Linked DNA regions of Mus musculus: region 1 is linked to region 2. The links are chromatin contacts, called in public promoter capture Hi-C maps. All regions are on one chromosome and are shown on one strand. The core of a region is the stretch at or near the end of the contact, and the rest is flanking DNA. Distances in the headings are between cores, read along the strand shown.

The links. Promoter capture Hi-C pulls out the DNA fragments that hold promoters and counts their contacts.
Region 1: a promoter capture Hi-C map of liver shows a contact between it and region 2, with 2.6 times the contacts expected there. The contact joins the enhancer-like site here to the promoter of Slain2 in region 2. A contact is called at or near these places in 7 of 39 promoter capture datasets (the SN4741 cell line, erythroid cells, fetal liver and 3 more), 3 of 484 Hi-C or Micro-C datasets (CD4 T cells, CD8 T cells and liver) and 2 of 9 other capture datasets (adipose tissue and liver).

What each region holds. Positions count from the first base shown.
Region 1 is chr5:73,473,338-73,476,037 of GRCm38.p6, reverse strand. No RefSeq gene overlaps it. Among named protein-coding and RNA genes, the nearest start is that of Dcun1d4, 16 kb to the left of the region's middle. Within about 2 kb of position 1,402, at least 10 of the 459 cell types and tissues checked have an H3K27ac peak or open chromatin away from gene starts, as enhancers often do. A contact at or near this core is called in adipose tissue and liver, where this site is marked.
Region 2 is chr5:72,912,935-72,915,634 of GRCm38.p6, reverse strand. Slain2 (SLAIN motif family, member 2) reads right to left here and starts at 1,273. Exons shown (of 8, transcript NM_001113423.2): 1 at 622-1,273. The coding sequence starts at 1,010.

The sequences.
Region 1 (2,700 bases), core at 153-2,652, 560 kb before region 2:
TAGGCACTCTAGACAGGTAGAACAATTACTTTATTCTTATGAGGAAAGAGAGAAAAGGTACTGACCACTAATAAGAATGAAGTAAGTATAGCTATAAAATATTTTTAAACCATAGTGTCCGTAGTTGGACAAAGGCCTAACATCTAGAGTATGTAAAGAATTCTCATACCAGGCCTGTAATCAGGTTCCTGGGGTGGAACACAAGTCCAAGGCCAGCTTTGACAACCAAGTAAGCTCAATATTAAAAGGAGAGAGACAGAGACACACAGAGAGAGACAGAGAGAGACACAGACAGAGAGAGACACAGAAAGAGAGAGACACAGAGAGAGACAGAGAGCTTTTACAACATAACAGCAACTACAAAAACACCCACAAATTTTTAAATGGACAGGAGCTTCAAATAAACATTTCCCCAGACAATAAACACACATCATCAACGAGCAAGGGAAACACTGGCCACTCACTGTTAGGTAAAAGCAAGACCAGACCACAGGGAGCTCCACACTCCCTTGAGTATGACTGTAACTAAAAGCTAATAAATAGCAGTTGTCAATGATGGCGTGGGCAAATTTAAACCTCTATCTATTTCTGATTCAGCATAAAATGTTTCTGCCAGTCTGAAAAATAATTTGGCAGTTCCTTTAAAAATTTGTATACATAGAATCACCTGTGAATAGAATGACCTAGTGATTCTAAACAATGTACAGTTCAAAGGAGCCAAAAAGTCGCAAAGGTTTTCATATGGGTGAATATAATAAATTATCCATAGCAGGATGTCACTATCCATAAAGGGGAATGAACCGTGTGTAGGTCCGTGCTGGGACGGAGGCGGTGACCTCTGAAACAGTCTGATAAGTGAAAGAAGCCAGGCAGGTCACACACACAGGACATTCAAAAGACATTCAGAACAGGAGACTCACTCACATACCATTCCTGGTGCACCAGGGCCTGTAATCAGGCTATTGGGGAGGCCGAGGCAGAACGAACACAGGTTCATGGCCAGCCTTGATAACTTAGTAAGCTCAAAATTGAAAGGAGAGAGAGAGAGAGAGAGAGAGAGAGAGAGTCCGTGCTGACTGGCAGGAACTCCAGAGAGTAAATACTAGGGAGGAGCTACTCAGCGGGAAGGATTTTTAATCACGATGTTGAAATATTTTTGAGCTAGAAGTTGGTGGTAATTGTGTAATCTCAGGGAAAACCTAATGCTTGTTTCTAAGGCAGTTTAGTGTTACGTGAATTTCACCTCAATAAAGATACTTAATAAAGCAGTCCAATTTAGGCATGCTATTATGGATAAAAATAACGCACTGACAACATTCGCTGTGACCAGACGCTGCAATCCAAAGTGCCTTCACATAACCACATTGCTTCAGTTTCTCTTTGCCTCAACTCTCACCTTTTCCCTCACCCGCTCACGTGTGTGCTCCACGTGCAGGTACATGGATGGCCAAGGGGTCATGCACACTGAGATATGCAATTCATTCTGCTTTCTCCTCTATCAGCTGGTCTTGCTGTCTTCAGACACACCAGAAGAGGGCATCGGATTCCATTACAGATGGTTGTGAGCCGCCATACAACTATGCTGGCATTCCTTAACAGCAAAGTCTCTAGCCCGCCTGTCTGCAACACCTACTAAGTCAAACTCTATAGGGATGGCCTAGGAACCCACTGCCCTATGCTTGCCTGTATAGGCTCCTGAGAGCATTAACTTTGTTCTTTTTCTCTTTAGTAACTAACTTACTAATTCAGTCACATGTCTGTCGAGTACAAACACCGTGCTACATGCTTCGATGAGAACATAGTAGAAACTGTAATTTGTAAATGAGGTTTGCAAAACAGACAAATTCCCACCAGGCTTCCGTGTACAGCATAGACTGCTTAAACTTAAATAATTTTAATAGCAGCTCATTTGAGCCCATCTATCCTAAAAATAAAATCTTCTTGAACTGGGGAATGTAGCTCATTTGGTAGCGTGACCAAGAGTGTTTGCCTAGAACGCATGAGGCCCTGAGTTTGATTCCCAGGGCCCCATAAACCAGACATGGTGGCACACACTTTGAAGGACAGAAATATAAAGTCATGGGGAAGCTACATGGAGAAGTTCCAGTCCAGTCCAGATAGAGACTGTATACAAAATCAAAACAAAGAAACAAAAAATGTTCCTAACATTAAGTCTATATTTGGGAGATATATATATATATATATATATATATATATATATATATATATACATATATATATATATATATACACACACACACACACACATACATACATACATACACACACACACACACACACACACACACAAATTTAGTCAGTCTTTGCCCTCAAACTAGCCTCATTCTCTAAAAGTCCAAAACCCACAAGTGTCCCTTCCCCAGCTTCCTCCCTGGTGGAGTTATTACAGGGAAGCTATTCTGTCAAGGTCAGAGATCTCTTTAGGAAGATTTTTATCAAGTCAGTTCACACAAACGGCAGGCTTCCCTGGTCTCCTTTCTGTGGGGCACCAACATAAAACAGTTATTTCCTCCAGGAGTTATTATTTACCCAACTTGCTACTATTTTGTATTCTGTTATGCCTGATGCTATGCCGAGAATCTAAATGTGTTATTTTTGTGAATATTTTCCTCTTGAGACACATCAGTCAGGATGCAATCATGGGCTACTTGAGTACAGAAATAGCTATTTCAGGCATTA
Region 2 (2,700 bases), core at 24-2,523:
AATTCTTGTTTTCCAATATAAAATTCAGGGTTCCCCGATCCACCACCGACTTCACACAAAGCAGCCCCATCCCTCTCCACTGCCCTCCTCACACAAAGCAAAGCTTTACTCCCCCCACTACCCAAAGGGGAGTGACGTCCACCCGGCCTCCCCACAAACATCCCCATCTCACTCCGGTCCAAAGCACTGCCTGCTAGTAGCTACTCTCTATGTCCCCGCACCTGGTTGTTACCTCTTGAAGCAGACCCCTCCCTACAATCCAAACCGCTCAGACCACCATCCGAAAGCCCGTCTTTCACACAAAGCAGGATCCCTTCCTACGAAGCAGCTTGGTACCCTCTGAGTGCTCTGAGCGTGCGGGCCCACGGGGGACTGTGCCAAGCCACAGATCCCATCTGGGTCCAGTTGGGTCCTGCACCCAGAGGTTCCACGACCCAGAGAACTAGCTACAAACCCGTTTCCAAGGCACGCCTCGAAACCCCCCAACTCCAGCGGACCTGCCCGCCCGCAGCAGAAACAGGCAAAAGCCAGCGTCCCCACCACAAGCCGAGCCCACCCTGCTTTCCCCCAGGGACACCCCTCCGCCCCGCAGGCCCACCGGGCCCAGCGCCCCGCGCTCACCAGCTCTCCTCTTCCTCCTCCCAGCCTGACAAGCGCTCCAGCTCGTCGGGCCGCAGCGGCTCTACCTCGTCCAGCAAGCCTCCCTCGCCGGCCGCCAGCAAGGAGGTGGCGTCCCGCAGGTCCTCGCTGCTGGTCCGTCGCGGGCCGGAGCCCGCCCCGCCGCTGGCCTTGGCGCCCAGGCCCAGCGGGAAGCCCCGAGGGGACGCCGCGCCCGACGAAGGGGTGGACACGCCGACCCGAGCTGGGCTGCCGGGCCCGAGGAGGCCTGCACCCTGCACGGCTCCCGAGCGGCTCCTCAGCTGCTCGTTCTGCTTCTCCAGCTTCTTCACCAGCTCCTGCAGCTTCCGCACCTCCTGGTCCGCGTTCACATTGGAGTTAACGTCCTCCATGCCGGCCGCGCCGCCCGCTCCGACTCCCCAAGCCGCAGGGGAAGCGCGGGGTCGGGGGGAAAGAGAGGCGTTACCGCCACCGCTCACGCTAGCCGAGGCGCCGGCATAGAGCAGGGCCAGGCCCCACCGCCAGGGTCTCCCCGGCTCGGGTTGCGAAGCGCCGCTGGCCCCAGCCGAACCGCCTCATCTGCGCCGGCTCCGCGACTGGGGGAGGCGGCGCCAATATCCGGCCTCGGCAGCCATCTTCCCTCCGTCCCTCCGCCCCCTGCCGGCCAGCCCGGTCGGTGACCTCAGAGCGTCGGGGGAGGACGTGGCCGCCCGCGGGCTGAAAGAACTAAGCGCCCGGCTCGCGGTGGGGCGGGGCTGGAGGCGGGGCCTGAAACGGGACAGGGCCCGGAGGGGCGTGGTCATTGTTTGGGGCGGGGCCCCGGCCGGAAGGGGTGTGGTGGGCGCCGGCAAAGGTGGGCAGGGCCCGGCCGGGCTGGGCTAAGCTATCGCTGGAGTTTTGCCCTGGCCGCCTACCCTCCCCAAAGCTCATCGCGGGCGGGTGTGAGACCCAGAACCGGACTCTGGCTCCGGCTCCGACTCGGGCTCGGGCTCGGGTTCAGCCCCGCCCTAGGCGTCTGTGCGGAGACTCGCGGTCGGACGGCCCCGCCTGGTCGCATGGACCGTTCCCTTGGTTTGTTTGGCAATACTGAGTTGGTTCCTGCTTGAAACCGGAGACTGTCGGAGCTGGCAGCAGCCCCAGAGACCATCTGTGGCTCGTCCGTTCCATCCCCTGAAAATGAGAACCCGAATCCCGAATGGTTCAGAGCTCGGAAGTCAAAATGATAACCGTAATTTGTTGAGTGGTTCCTATAAGCCAGACACTGCGCTAAGCACTTTTAAAGGCATTATTTCATCCGTTTAAAACACGTGGGCAGGGGTTGTTTTGTTTCGTTGGCTTAAGGTTTACAGGTCCAGAGACAAGAGGATGATGGAAAACACTTCTGTACTAATCTTTCAACGGTAGTAATTAATGTGCATTGTATTCCTTGGGTTCTCCCTTCGCCCCCAAAAGACTTTTTAATAGTATGTCTTGACTTTTTGGGTTTTTTGAGGCAAGGTTTCTCTGTGTATTCCTGGCTGTCCTGAGACACGCTCTGTAGACCAGGCTGACCTCGAAAAACTCATCCTCTGCCTTTTTTTCAAAAGCTGGGATTAAAGGCATATGCTCCTTGAATTTTTTTTTTTAACTTGTACATGAAAAGTATTCAAGCAACCCGTTGACAGGCAATAGAGAATGTTGAGGGGTGGTAAATGTAAAATTCTGCCCTCGGTGGCATCTGTTTATAATGCGTACTGGTGGAAGCGACTGCAAACAAAACTTAAACGCTTTTTTTCTGTCATGTTGGCTCACTCTTCCACAGTTGTCAGTTGTGAGCTGCTTGGTTTACTTATACGGTAAGCAGCCAACCGTGCCTGGTCTCTCAAATTTTTGGCTGATGTTTGCAGTTGACTCCAATTGCCTCCTCCACCCTCGAACCAGTCTTATTACACCCGAACCAGTCTTATTACACCCGGGTGTGGACTCACATAAGACTTAACCCTCCTGCCTTTCCATGCTGTATTTTCCCTGCTTCGACTACCCTACCTACCATGTTTGATGCCTCTTTGGAAAAACCCCTGAAGGAGTTACTGTCTTTGTGCT